Regions from separate parts of the Mus musculus genome. Here regions 1 and 2 are each linked to region 3. A link is a contact called in public promoter capture Hi-C data. All regions are on one chromosome and are shown on one strand. The core of a region is the stretch at or near the end of the contact, and the rest is flanking DNA. Distances in the headings are between cores, read along the strand shown.

Region 1 (5,033 bases), core at 1,433-3,932, 290 kb after region 3:
GTCTGAGTTCAAGGCCAGCCTGGTCTACATAGCAGGTTCCAGGCCAGTCAGAGCTACACAGAGAAAATCTTTTCTTGAACCCACCCCCCCCCCCCAAAAAAAGAAGTGTACTATACATGTGAATGTTGTGTGTGTGTGACATGGGTGATAATGCTCCTCTCAAGAGCCAAAGACTACCAAAATCTCTAGTGCCAGGCATGGAAACCTCCCTTTGTACTGTTGGTTAAGGAGGTCCAAGGTTGCTTTTTTTTTTTTTTTTTTTTACTTTGAGATTTATTTCTTTTTATGTGCATTGGTGTTCTGCCTGCATGTCTGTGAGAGGCGCCAGATCCTCAGCAACTGGAGTTACAGACAGCTGTGAGCTGTCATGTGGGTGCTGGGAACTGAACTCAGTCCTCAAGGACAGTGCTCTGAACCACTGGGCCATCTCTCCTGCCAGGTCGCTCTCTTTTCAAGTAAGATCCAGGTTAGGTGACAATGACAAGGTACTTAAATGCTGAGGAGGCTTCACCTTCCTCTGTCAGAGAAACTGCAATCCAGTGGAATTTTCGAACAGACCCAGGGCAGGGTCAGATGGGCTTCCTGCTTTGCTTGCCTCCGGGGCTCTATGGAATCTAATGAAACATAGTAATGTCACCTCTCTAGAGCCTGGTACAATACAAGAACCTCCTCTGGACTGGAACACAGCTTAGCAGAACAGACTGTCTTTATACCTCAGCCTCTAAGAACTGCCACTTCCCCAAGCTGATTAGCATTCTAAGTAAGATGTGATGTGAGAAGAAAAACACCGGGTGGGTGCAGGATTTTGGAATTCTGTTTTTGTCATTGTGGTTTTATATAGCTCTAGCTGTCCTGGAACTCTTTATGGAGACTAGACTGGCCTTGAATTCAGAACTCAGAGATCCTTCTACTTTGGCCTCCATAGTGTTAGGATTAAAGAAGTGTGCTACCACCTTGCTGGGTCAGGATTCCCAAATTCAAACCTGTGATGCAACATGATCTCAGAGAAGTAAGTCCTTTTCCCTCGGGAGCTGACAGACTCCCTGTGTAAATCTTGCAGGTTGCACTACATTGTTGCTGTTCCTGGTACAGACATTAATTAGATACAAGCATGTAGTTATTCAAAATGTGGTTCTAGGATAGCAAGATGGCTCAGCAGGTAAAGGCACTTGTTGCCGAGCTTAAAGCTTATTCTCTCTCTGTCTGTCTCTGTCTCTGTCTCTTTCTCTCTCTGTCTCTCTGTCTCTCTGTCCCTCTGTCTCTCTCTCAGCTGGGAGTTGTGGTACATGCCTTTACCTCAGAGCTTGGGAGGTGGGGGAGGCAGGCAGATCTGAGCTCCAGACTGGCTTTGGCTGCATAGTGAGACTCTGTTTTAAAAGTGAATAGGAGGGGCCATAATAAATGTTTTAGTGTGTTGGATGATGCTCTGTTCCTTCCTAATATTTACTGCTTCCCTAAATACTAGGGCACTTACCAGGCTAGACCCGTCTAGGTACTGCAGGATACAGAAGTGAACAAAATCTAGGTGCCATTGTAGCTGGTCATGATGGACATGATGACATGCCCATAGTCTCAGGCTTGGGAGACTGTACCGGGAGTATGGTCCTGACTCGGGACCATCCTGGGTTATATATCCAGTACCAGGCTAGCAAAAGAATCAAAGCAAAACCTCTTGTCTAAATTACATAGGAGATTGGGGCAATGTCATAATCAATAAAATGTGCGGAAGCCCGGGGACCCATGTGCAGATACCCAGCACTGTAGGTAAAAAGCGACAGACCAGAGCTCAGGGGACTGTGATCCCGACTCTGAAGAGAGAGAAACAGCAGAATCCCTAGGACCCGTTGGTTAGCTCTCTAGTCAAACTTGTAAGAGACCGTGACTCAGAACAGAGAGGAGGAGTTGAGATGGCCCAGTGGATAAACCTCACGCTTGCTGCCTAAGCATGAGGACTTGCTTGTAAACCCCGAATCCACATAAACAGAGGGTGCTGTGGTACTTGCCTGTCACTGAAGCTCTGTGGGAGTAGGGACAAGTGGAACCATGGAGTCGTCCCAGCCCTCGTTCAATGGTTCTCAAACTGTGGGTCGGGACCTCCTTTGCAAACCTCTATCTCCAAAAGTTTATTCATAACAGTAGCAAAATTACAGGTTTTCTTTTAAAGACTTATTTATTTTATGTATATGAGTACACAGTTGCTGTCTTCAGACACACCAGAAAAGGGCATCGGATCCCATTACAGATGGTTGTGAGCCACCATGTGGTTGCTGGGAATTGAACTCAGGACCACTGGAAGAGCAGTGAGTGCTCTTAACCGCTGAGCCACCTTTCCAGTCCAACAAAAATATAGTTATGAAATAACAATGAGAATAATTTTATGGTTGGAGGTCACCCAACATGAGGAACTGTATTTAAAGGTCGCAGCATTAGGAAGATTGAGAACCGCTGGGGCCTAGTTGAAAAAACAAAACAAAAAAGTGAGCCCCAGGTTCAGAAAGAGAGAATCTATCTCGAAAGCTAAGGTGGGGAGCAGGAGAAGACAGCAGCAGAGATCAACTTCTGGATGGACACACACACACACACACACACACCCAAACCATGAACAAAAATGTATCAGGAAAGGGGGATGGGCTGCTGGCTCCCAGTGACGTCACGGGCGCTCTGTGACGCGGCTCCTCTGTGACGGTGACAACAGCACAGCAGCGGGAGGGTCGGCCGAGCCGCCGCGGGGCTCACGCAGGGTGCTACCCTGCGGCGCGAGGCAGCTGAGGAAGGGCCGAGGGCTTTGGCTGCGGCGACTTCGGCTTCCCAGAGGGGTAGCCCAGGTCAGGATGCGGCGGAGCCCCCGCTCAGGCTCGGCCGCATCCTCTCATAATCACACACCCAACTTCTACAGCGAGAACAGCAATAGTTCCCACAGCGCGACTTCGGGGGACAGCAATGGGCGCCGGTCCGCTGGGCCGGAGCTCGGGGAGCCCGAGGGCAGAAGGGCCCGGGGCTCGAGCTGTGGTGAGCCCGCCTTAAGCCCAGGAATGCCCGGAGGAGACACATGGGCAGGAAGCTCTCGGCCGAAGCTGGCGCCTCGGAGCCACAATGGGCAGACCGCCTGTGGCGCGGCAACCGTGAGGGGCGGGGCCTCGGGTGCGGGCGGGGTCGAACCCGGGGGCGAGAGGGCGGGGCGGGCTCGGGGGCGGGGCCCGGCGCGGACCTGGGTGCAGAAGCCCCGACCTGGCTCACGAGGGGACGTGCTCGACACGTGTCCCTCGGGGGCGAGCTCGGTGCCATGGCCGGTCCCGGGAGGGGGCGGAGGAAATCCTGTGCCTGGGCATGGCTGAGGAGGTGCCGCAGGGCCGGCGTGAGTGTGACCCTAGTCCGGCCGCACGGGGACTCAGACTGGGGGGCGGTTTCCACTGATTGAGACTCTCCAGCTCCGGGTCTGGGCGTGTGCAGGGAGTGTGACCTGGGGCAAAGGCCTGGACTAAAAGCCTGTTTGAGAGGCTGCCCAGCTGTTTGGCACTAGGGTCAGGAGCCTGCGCCCGGGCCCCGAGGGGAAGAGCGGGCCTGTGGTGCACAAAACCTCAATGGTGCCCTGGGCTCTTGCAGAACCGTCTGGATCTTCTGTAGTTTTGGAGGAACAACTCAACCTTCTCCCGATCCTGGATCTGAGGCAGGAGATGCCTACCCCGAGGGTGTCCAAGAGCTTCCTGAGTACGAGCCAGGCCAGCCCCATCCCCTCTGACCTTGGCACTCAGAACCCCATTTCTGCTGAGTCTGAGTCAGAGAAACCAGCCCAGATGCCCTTTGACCTCTGCTCTCGGACCCCCGCCCCTGTTCCCAGTTCTCCTCCTCGAGCCTGTGCCCTAGTGTCCAGCCTCAGCTCATTTCCCCAAACGACCCTTGCCTCCTGAGCCCCAGACTCTTGTCCTCCGCACCACCCCAGTCCCCACCCCGGCTTCTCTTGAGCCCTTCTGAACCTGCACTACCTCACCTTCATGGATCACCCTCTCTGAGCTGCTTCTCCGGTCTCCGTCCCTAGGCCTCCTCTTTCAGGTGCTGAGCATGGTGTTATCCCTGGCAGTCGATGGGCTGGTCTGTGTGTGCAGGTCAGAGGGAACGGCAGGGCTCAGGGAAGGGCAGCAGGGCTGGCCCCACCCAGGCTAGAGCAGATCCAGATCTGCTTGAGTTCCCAGAAACTGGGCGGGTCTAGGACCCCCACGGTCGAGGCTTGAGTGGTTCAGGGCCTCTAGGCAGCAGCTTCCACTCCTGTTCTTTAGGGAAATCTGCTCCATCCGCTTCCTGTTCACTGCTGTGTCGCTCCTGAGCATCTTTCTGGCAGGTGAGGAGCATCGATTCCCTGGGACCCAGCTCTGCAGGTTTGGGGCCAAGTCCAGCCCCCCCCCCCCGAACTCCGTCTTGGTGGCCTTCAGCCCATTCTAGTGACCCCCCCCATCTTGGTCTCCCGAGTGTGCTCCGGCAGCCCTAGGTTTCACCCCAACTCCTTGCTTTCTTCCTTGTCCTCTTACATCAGAGGACACCTTTCCTCTTTTTCTTCCTCCAGCACTCTGGTGGGGGCTCCTGTACCTGATCCCTCCTTTGGAGAACGTGAGTTGGGGAGACCTATGTCTCCAGGTGGGGTGAGGTTGTGTGTATGTGGGGGGCATCCCTGGGCTGTTGGGATGGGGGCAGTGTAGGAAGCACTGAGTATAAATCCCCATGGGCCAACCAAGAATGGTAGGGCAATGTTGACAGAGAAGGGTGCTTACTGGTCCCTTCCTCCACAGGAACCTACGGAGATGCTGACTCTAAGGTGAAAGGGCAGCTGGGGCAGGCCTGGGCAACACTGGCAATGCCTCTGTGGGTGCTTTCTGAGAGGAATGCACAGGGACAGGTAGCTAACTGCATGGTACCCACCTCCCAACTACAGCCAATACCACCACCGCGTGCATTCCCAGGGCCAGCAACTGCAGCAGCTCCAGGCAGAACTGAATAAACTCCACAAGGAGGTGTCCAGCGTTCGTGCAGCCCACAGTGAG
Region 2 (4,598 bases), core at 1,647-4,146, 470 kb before region 3:
AGATTAGAGGACAATTACCAGGAGTTGGTTCTCTCCTCCCACCACAGGGGATGGGAGTAGGGGGTGTGGGGTGTGGGGGAACAGATATCAATTTAGGCATCAGTCTTCTCCTTTACCTGCTGAGCCATCTTCATGGCCCTTGTTTTGTTTTTCTGAGACAAGGTCTTATGTAACCCAGGTTGGCCTCAAACTCACTGTGCAGCCAAGAATGACCAGGAACTTCAGATCCTCTTGCCTCCACCTCCCTAGTCATGGGATACAGATACACTCCACCATACCTGATTGTATTGTGGGGCACTGGGAATGAAACCCGGTCAAGTATTCTACCAACTGTGCTCTGCTTGCTGTCCCCTAGCCCCAGTAATTTTTATCCTACTGAATCCATCTTTAGTCAATGGGAAACTCTTCAGGTTGGATCTTGAGTCCTTTTGGGGTGAATTTAGTAGCGGCTGGTGACTTGTTATCTGGTGTCACAACATTCTATGATCACCCTGTACTGCAATCACCCTTTCTCTAAGAAACTCATTTAAGGGTGAATGGTGTCTCTAGATCACAGCATGGGCACTAAGGATGTAGTAGATTGATTCTACTACACCTTTTAGCGAGCATAGGATGCATAGACACAAACAAAAACAGGTATCAATGCCTGCGGGCAGAACAGGCAACAAGCACGACAGCGATGAAGCATGGGGACTGTGGTAAGGTTAAGAGGAGATGTTCTATGTGAAGAAGACGGAGCTTTAAATTCTTCAAAAGAAGCCAGAAAGGCTGATGGGATAATTCATATCAGCAAAGGGCTTGCCATGCAAATATAAGGACCTGCGTTTGATTCCCAAAACTTATGCAAATCACTGCTGGGTGTGGTGCTGTGTGCTTGCAATCCCAGCCCTGGGGAGGTAGACACAGGGGGATTTCATGGATGCATTGGCTAAACAGCATAGCCTATTTGCTGAGTTCTCAGCCAGTGACAGACCCTGTCTCAAAACAAAAACAAACAAAATAAATGTGGCCCTATTTGAAGGTTCATGGATATGTACACCCAATATCCCAGAGGTATACTATTACTAACATATATATAAACATTTAGGGACAATTATTCTCAAATTGCTTGTTGAGAGTTTCTCGGGACAGAATCCAAACCTTGTTACAGAAGGGAGAGGGTTTTTCAGGGCTAGACACTGACCTGTGCTAGTGCTCCATCACTGGGCTTTATTTAATTCAAGTCCCTCGCCTCAGTGCTCTAAAACATCTCCATAGAAACCATTTTCTTCCATGATATGAAAAGGGGAAAAGCCAGTTATGAGACTCAAGCTGCCTAGTAGATTAGCCAAATTGGGGATTATGGGTTCAAGTGAGATATCCTGCCTACCCCAATATACATGGTAGAGAGTGATCAACGAAATCAGTCAATATCATCCTCTGGCATCTATAGGCAGACACATACATGTTCATGTGTATCTGCACACACACTTGTCTCCCACACATGTAAACACATACACATATTTACATGAAAAAGGTTATGTTTTTAAAAATTCATCTTAAATTTGCACTCCCCATTACTTGAGTGTATATATGTGTGCCTTTGTGTGTGTGCACATATGGGTGCACATAGTGTTACCCCTTATCTAACAGAGCAGTAGCTCATCTCTCTCTCTCTCTCTCTCTCTCTCTCTCTCTCTCTTTCTTTCTTTTCAGACAGGGTCTCTCACTAGCCTGGAACATAATGAAGGGTTAGAGTAGCTGACTAGTGAGTGAGGCAGACGGACCAGAAGTTCAGTGCTTTGATTTGCCCTGTATTTTGCCTATTTAGAAAAAGGAAAAAGCTAACACACCTGCCACCTCAGCCCGGAGCCGTACAGGAAGCAAAGAGAAAATGCTGGGGAATTGGAGCAGGATATAAAACCTCTAAATAAGGGCCTCTCTTAAAGAAGGCCTGGGAAGATGCAATTGCAAATTGTCAAGAAAAACCTGATGGGACTGACCCCCTTGTGAGGCATCACGAATGACCTCAGACACAGAAAAGTATGGAAACCATAGGCTTAAGTTCTTCAATTCAAAGACAAGAGGTCAGATTGTATTTAAAAAAAAAAAAAAAAAACAGAATCAAAAGAGTGCCTACAAAAGAGCCTGGTGTCTGTTGTTGCCATTGACAGAGAACTGGGTCTCAAAGCACTCATGGGGATCCAAGGCTGTAAGAATTCCAAGTGGGGCTGGAGAGATGGCTCAGCAGTTAAGAGCACCGACTGCTCCTCTACAGGTTCTGAGTTCAATTCCCAGCCAACTACATGGTGGCTCACAACCATCTGTAATGGGATCCAATGCCCTTTCTGGTGTGTCTGAAGACAGCAATACACTCACATACATGAAATAAATAAATCTTTAAAAAAAAAAAAAAGAATTACAAGCAAAATGCTCACTTTGGCAGCACATATTTTAAACTGGAATGATGTGCATGCATGTTACACAGGATGACACGCAAACTCATGAAGTGTTCCATATTTGTAAGATTCTCCGAGGTCCAAAAGGACATGTAGGAGATTTTTTTTCCTAATTTTAAAAGATTTATTTTTATTTCCTGTGCACTGGTGTTTTGCCTGCATGTCTGTCTGTGTGAGGGTGTTGGATCACAGACAGTTGTGAGTTGCCACGTGGATGCTGGGAATTGAACGTGGGTTCTCTGAAAGAACAGCCAGGGCTAACAGCCATGGAGTCATCTCTTCAGCCCCTATGTAGGAAATTTTAATCTCAGAGAGAGAGAGAGACAGAGACAGAGACAGACAGAGAGATCAGACAGAGAGAGAATTCCAAGCAAAATGGAGGAGGGAAGAAAAAACCTTCCTGGATGGTACCAGGAACTCCTTTAGCCTGACCCCTAGTGTCCCTCACCAACATCACAGCCTCAAGCCTTTTCTCCCCTCCCCCACTTCTTTGTTTTGTTTTGCTTTGATTGCTATGTTGCCCATGCTAGCCTGGACCCCTTTATGTAATCAGGCTGGCCCCAAACTTAGGACAATCCCCCTGCTTCAGTCACCTGCGGGCTGGAGTTACAAATGTGTATCACTATGAGGGGCTCAACCCAGGTTCTCAGTCTTGTGCACTAAGCTTGTTTTTCACTGTGGATTCCAGTGCTGAGAGCATACCAGGGCTCTCTGTTTTATTCTGCGTGCTATCAGATCATACACTGTAAGCGTCTCTCTAATTTGGAAACTAGGCTCCAAGCCAAGGTCAAAGGAAGAGCAGGGCTGGGGGAAGGGACCAGATGGGCTCAAACTATCATTTTCATCAGTGACTCACCAGGGAGCCAGATGCAGCATCCCTGCTTCTGACCCTGTGTCTCCTGAGGGAACAGAAAAACAGCCTTTGCCTCTGGTTCTGACGAGACACGAGCTTATCCACTAGCTACATTTTGCAGTCTCTAGAAGCTACCAGCAAAATCAAGGCAGATTTAAGTTGTCAAAAGAGGAAGCACACTAACTTTATAGAGCTCCTTTGCTTCTAGAAGAGAAGTAGTTTTCTTTCCCTACATTGCTCCACATATTTACAAGCTGGTAACCGTTTGTTCCATGACCACGTTGTTGTCATGTGATACCAAGTAACTATACTACCAAGCTCCCATTATACTATATTCTACGTACCCAACATGTATTAACCGTTTCAACAGGTGCCATTATCCCACTTTACATTTCAAAGCTTTATTTATAATTACTATATTATTATTATCATTGTATATATGTGTGTTTGTGTATGTGTCTGTGTATGTGCATGATCCAGAAGCATGGTACGCTCATGCCTTGGTGTGGGTGTGGAAGTCAGGAGACCACTTTGGGAAATGAGGAATCTTCTTCCACTGTGGGCTCAGGGGATCTGACCCAGGTTGTCAGGCTTATGTGGCAACTGCTTTATGGGCTGATCCATCTTGCTGGCCCATTATCCTATTTTATAACTAAGGAAACTAAAGAAGAAAGCTAGACCAAGGATGTCTGAACCAAGATGTCAGAAACTGTCTCCTAGTCCCTTTGTCTTGTTCTGAGAAATCTCAAGTACAGAAGAAAGGTTGACATGATACAACCATCACTCCTTTATCACTTAGTATCTACATAGTATCTATTACCTATTTTCATCTATTATCTATATAGTATCTATTACCTATTTTCATCTATTATCTATATAGTATCTATTACCTATTTTCTTTCTCTCCCTCCCTCCCTCTCTCTCTCTCTCTCTCTCTCTCTCTCTCTCTCTCTCTCTCTCTCTCTCTCTCTCTTTCTTTCTTTCTTTCTTTCTTTCTTTCTTTCTTTCTTTCTCTTTTTTGGGGGGTGGTGCGAAACAGGGTTTCTCTGTATAACCCGGGGTGTCCTGGAACTCACTCTGTAGACCAAGCTGGCCTCGAACTCAGAAATCCACCTGCCTCTGCTTCCCAAGTGCCAGGGTTAAAGGCGTGAGCCACCACCGCCCCACTATCTATTTTCATCTGTTATCTATACAGTATCTATTTATTTATTATCTCTTATCTATATGGTATCTATTATCTATTTTTATCTATTATCTATGTAGTAACTATTATCTACTTATCATCTATTTAGTTTTATTTTTCATTT
Region 3 (4,960 bases), core at 2,398-4,897:
AGCCACTCGTGTCCTGCTATGTGTGCCTCCCACTCTGTGTGGCAAGTTCCTGCTGCTCATCCACAGCCCATCATCTCACCTCCTGCCACCTCTAGGCAATTCATTTCCTCCCCTCTCCTCCCATAAGACACTGCTCTCCTCTTGCTCAAGACATATATTGTGTTAGCCTCTTGTTAGCTATATTACTGACTGTCTCCTGAGCTAACTGTCTTCCTCCAGTCAGCTACCTTCCCAAATCATCTTTATATTCCCAAGCCCTCTTGCAGTGTCTGGGAATCAAACACTATGTAATAAAGGCATATTGAATGAAGAAATAAGGGGGGGGGGTCTCCTCTCCCTATACTGACTTTCCTACAGACACAATATTTCTTCATAAGATTACAGATGTCAGTGTGGTAAATATGATATGATCAATTACACTACAGATAGGTGTGCATGTATGGAAATCTCATAATAAAATCATATTTTGTATAATAGGTACATACTAAGTTTGGGATTTTTACTAAAGGATAAGTTGGATATGATGGCACACACCTTTAATCCCAGCACTTAGGAGGCAGAGGCAGGCAGATCTCTGTGATCTACAGCTTGGTCTATATAGTGAGTTCCAGTTCCAGGTCAGCTAGGGATACACAGAGAGACCATTATGTGGTCTTTCATATATAAAGTGTAGGGGGGGAGGCACAACACACTGATTTCATATTACAAAGAAGTAACACAAGGTTCAAGGCGATGAAGGCACACTGAAGTCAGCCACCAGGCCAGGGCTTGAATCCAGGTATCAGACTTGAACTGAAATACCTTTCCTACGTATCCCATACCTGTCTTGGTCGTGAGAGGCTGAGAAGCCAAGCACACTGGTGAGTACGTAAGAGATTCTCTAAGCCACCTCTGATGTCTTCCTTCTTGGGTTTTTTTGTTTGTTTGTTTTGTTTTGTTTGCTGTTGTTGTTGTTTGGGTTTTTCAAGACAGGGTTTCTCTGTGTAGCCCTGGCTGTCCTGGAACTCACTCTGTAGACCAGGCTAGCCTCAAACTCAGAAATCTGCCTGCCTTTGCCTCCCAAGTGTTGGAATTAAAGGAGTGCGCCACCATGTCTGGCTGTCTTCCTTCTTGTTCATAAGACCATCTTAGGAATTCATGACATGTATTGAGTTGCTCTTTTTTTTTTCCTAATTTAAGACTTACACTATTTTAAATCAATTGTCTCTCCCTGTGTGTATGTGTACAAGAGTGCAGGAACCCACAGAAGGCAGAGGAATTGGATCCGTTGGAGCTGAGATTATAGGTAATTGTGAGCCACCCATTATAAATGCTGGAAACAAAACATGGGTCCCCTGTAGGAACAGCACAAGAGCACAGGTACCATTTGGCCGCTGGGCCACTGCTCCAGTCTGAGTCCATTTACTCTTATTGTCTCTTCTTGTCATTTTCCCACTGCCACCTCCACCCTCCACCCCTCCATCATGGGAGAACACTTAGTTCTGGATCATCGGTAGCAGTTCCTGGATGTTTGGTCTTAAACACAGGAGAAGGCTCAGTCGGCTCCATTCCTTGTCTCTCGGAATGCAACCCCCCCCCCCACACACACACACACAACCTTCCCCAAACAGACAATTCATTATCTTTCTTCAGCGTTTCTGCAATGCTCTGGTTTCATCTTGGCCATAACTTACATAAACTTGTTTTATCTCCATCTCCTCCCCAGATTGAAAATTGGTCAGTGCTATCTGCCAGTGTGTAGTGTGTATGTGGGGGTTGGGGGGGAAGCTGCACTTGCTCATGTGGGTACCTTGGCTGTCAGAGGACAACATCAACCTGTCACCCCCAGTCTCCATTTTATTCATATACTCTTTTGAGACAGGGTCCCTTGTAGCGCTCACCATTTTAGCTAGACTGAGTGACCTATGGGACCCTGGGATCTTTCTCTGTCTCCCCACACCACCAGTGCTCAGATCACAGACACACCACTGACTTTTAGGATGGATCTGAACTCAGGACTCAAGCTTGTATGGAAAACTCTTTATCCACAGAGCCATCCCTCCAGCCCAACCAGCCCTGCTTCATTCAGTCTTTTGTCTGCTTCGCTAGGCTCTTCCTTTGGCTGTGTCCAGATGGGGCCCTTGGCCCTTTGCTCTTTTCCTACTCTGCTCTTTGGGCGCCTGCCACACTTTATCTTTTCTTCTCTACTCATCCCTGTGCCCACCCATCTCTAAGACCGTGCAGTAGCTCCCAGTTTCCAGAGGTCTAACTCCTAGCTCCTTGCCACCTCCCCCAGGCTAGTCCTCGCCAGGAGGACTCCAGATCTGTGAAAATGCCATAGTCCACCTTCTGCACTGCCCATCACCTCCTTTCATGTCCTTTGTCACCTCATCCTTTACCATCCTAGCAGACAAGATGTGCTTTGAGGCCAGAGCACTCCAGCTGCACCCTTATGAATCATGTATGTTTGGCAAACTTATCCAGAGCCTCCTCTTTATCCTAAAGTGGTTTACGATAACAACCTGTTTTCACGGAGCTTCTCACAGGACTTCGGGAGGAATAATTCAGTGACGGGCTTAGCCCGATGCCTGGGATGTAGTAGGCATTCAATAACTAGTAGCTGGTGTTGGGATCTGTGTGTCCTTTTATGGAGGCTCTCATCATGCTCTGCCTTGGGAGAGGACTAACACGGAACACTTATTAAATTCTGAGGCACGACGGTACACAGGAGTAGTGAGGGCAACATTTTATAAAACGGAGATGAGCCAGTGCTTGCACACAGGTCTGTGTATGTCCCTGTTCCACACCTCCAAACTACCAAACAACCACAACGTACACATTATCTCTGTAGATCTCTGTAGTCACCCCATAGGGACCCACAGACACCACACACACACACACACACTGCCCCGACCCTCCCCCTTGTTTAATTCCAGCCTTTCCTCCAGAGCATTGGTAGAGCCCCACTGTCTCCTACATACCTACCTCCGGCCTCCCTAAGCCGGGACCCCTGGAATCCTTTCTGATACTTGGTATCCTGTTTGTCTCAGTGCTTACGGTTTCTCACTAGGTGTAACCTTCTACACCTTGGCCCAGGAGCCTCCCTTTTCACTTTAGTAGCCCCAGAAGCCCAGGGCACTGCTGGTGTTCCATAGAAGGTGTTCCACAAATGTGGGACATTCAGGGGGTGGGTGATCCCTCTCCCTCTGAGGGGTAAAGGAGCGAACTTCCCAGAGGGGTCTCCCGACCCCAGTGAAGCACTGCCCAGGTTTGCTCTTCTTGGTTCTCAGCACCACCCCTCTTAAGCCCCCGAAACCCTTTCTCCGATGTCAAGCATTTTTGAGCTCGTTTTCTTCCAAACCCGGCGGTCTCCCCAGACCCCTTTTCTCCAGTGTTAAGCCTCAGCCCTTCTCCCCCAGGGCTAGCCTGGGGTTACAGACCCGGGGCCCGGCCAGCCGCCCTAGGGCCAGAATTATTTATCTGGCCTCTTCACCCTCCCTCAGGGTTGCCCTCTTTGCACCCGGGGCCTGGAGCGAGCGCCTCCCGCAGCCCCGCCGCTGCCGCCTCCCGCAGGTCCCGTTCGGGCGCTGCCCCCGCGCCCCCGGCCGCCCCTCGCCGGGGCGGGGCGCGCGGAGGCGGGGGCGCGCGGCGGCCGAGGCGGCGGCGGCAGGCGGGCCAGGCGCGCGTCCGCGGCGCCGTGACTCGGCGGCTCCGCAGCGGCTGCAGCGGGAGGACCCGGCCGGAGCCGCCGCCGCCGCCGCCGCCATCGCAGCCGGGCGGCCGGGCCCCCGCCGCCGGGATGCCGAGGAGCCGGGGCGGCCGCGCTGCGCCGGGCCAGGCCTCGCGCTGGAGCGGCTGGCGGGCCCCGGGGCGGCTGCTGCCGCTGCTGCCCGCGCTCTGCTGCCTCGCGGCGGCGGCGGGGGCCGGGAAGCCGGCCGGGGCGGACGCGCCCTTCGCTGGGCAGGTGGGCAGGCGCGCGGGGTCGAGGCCGGGGCCGGGGCTGGGCAGGGGGCGGCACCGACCGGGCCTGGTTCGGGGTGCCTGGCGCCGGGTCAGCGCGAGGGCCGGGCGGGGCCCGCGGGCCGGGCTCCGTTCAGCACCGCGGACAGAGGCAGCGGGCGGGGGCGGAGCGGAGGGTCGAGGTGGCCGCGGTGACGGTGGGGCGTGTGGCCTGCAAGGCTGTGTGTGAGGGAAACCGTACGCCTCGGAGTAAATAGTAAGCGCAGCCAGTGTGTTGTGGGCTGGAGGAGAAGCCGAGGATGTTGGAGCTGGAGAAGGGGGAGGGAAGAGGGCGAGGAAGGACCGGATCGCGGTCTTGGTAGCTGAAGGGCCGTCGGGATAGGCGAGATCAGCGTGGCCCCACCGGGCAGAGCTGAGGCCAACGGACCGTGGGGGGTGGGGGATTACAAGAAGGCACATTTCGGCCCAAGGCAGGAAGTTTTTAACAATTGGAGGTGCTCAGCCAGCCCAGGAGGCGGTGAGCTGCTCATCACTGGCATGTGCAAGTAGGAGCTCCAAGAGGGGATTGGATGGATGCATGCATAATGCCTGCATGGATACATGCATAATAACAACCGTGCACTATGGGCCAGACTTGGCGCTATGTTTGATAGGAATTAGCTTATTTAACCCCAGCATGTATCCTGTGAGCTTGTTGTAGCACCTGTCCCCATTTTACAGATGAGGATAGAGACCCTGAGAGCTTAAGCAATTCGCTCAAGGTCACAGAGCTAGTGGTTTGACTCTAGTCTGTTTCATGTTTAAGCCAGGACATTATGTCGTATAAGGTCCGGGACAGTTGTACTAATTTTGTTGCTGTCTCCCAGCCTAGAAGCCTGCAATTCTAAAAAAAAAAAAAAAAAATAATGTTGAACCAGTGTTAACGTTGCTGGAGGAAATTGGTGATTGCCTGAATTATCCCGAGAGAAGTGTGTTTGTTAAGTAGACAGGCTGTTTAGAAGAATCTGCCAGAACAGCAGTT

What was found. Promoter capture Hi-C pulls out the DNA fragments that hold promoters and counts their contacts.
Region 1: a promoter capture Hi-C map of liver shows a contact between it and region 3, with 3 times the contacts expected there. The contact joins the promoter of Spag4 here to the promoter of Mmp24 in region 3. A contact is called at or near these places in 4 of 39 promoter capture datasets (fetal liver, hippocampal neurons and liver), 1 of 484 Hi-C or Micro-C datasets (embryonic stem cells) and 1 of 9 other capture datasets (liver).
Region 2: a promoter capture Hi-C map of liver shows a contact between it and region 3, with 2.1 times the contacts expected there. The contact joins the enhancer-like site here to the promoter of Mmp24 in region 3. A contact is called at or near these places in 3 of 39 promoter capture datasets (hematopoietic stem and progenitor cells and liver).

Annotation. Positions count from the first base shown.
Region 1 is chr2:156,062,531-156,067,563 of GRCm38.p6, forward strand. Spag4 (sperm associated antigen 4) reads left to right here and starts at 2,683. Exons shown (of 12, transcript NM_139151.4): 1 at 2,683-3,141; 2 at 3,604-3,708; 3 at 4,037-4,103; 4 at 4,275-4,336; 5 at 4,559-4,602; 6 at 4,782-4,807; 7 at 4,925-5,033. The coding sequence starts at 2,832. Gm39970 (a long non-coding RNA gene) reads right to left here and starts at 2,084. Exons shown (of 3, transcript XR_866890.1): 1 at 1,475-2,084.
Region 2 is chr2:155,306,230-155,310,827 of GRCm38.p6, forward strand. All of the region lies in intron 7 of Pigu (phosphatidylinositol glycan anchor biosynthesis, class U), which reads right to left. Among named protein-coding and RNA genes, the nearest start is that of Map1lc3a, 32 kb to the left of the region's middle. Within about 2 kb of position 2,897, at least 122 of the 459 cell types and tissues checked have an H3K27ac peak or open chromatin away from gene starts, as enhancers often do. A contact at or near this core is called in liver, where this site is marked.
Region 3 is chr2:155,771,695-155,776,654 of GRCm38.p6, forward strand. It overlaps Mmp24 (matrix metallopeptidase 24), which reads left to right and starts at 3,648. Exons shown (of 9, transcript NM_010808.4): 1 at 3,648-3,943. The coding sequence starts at 3,779.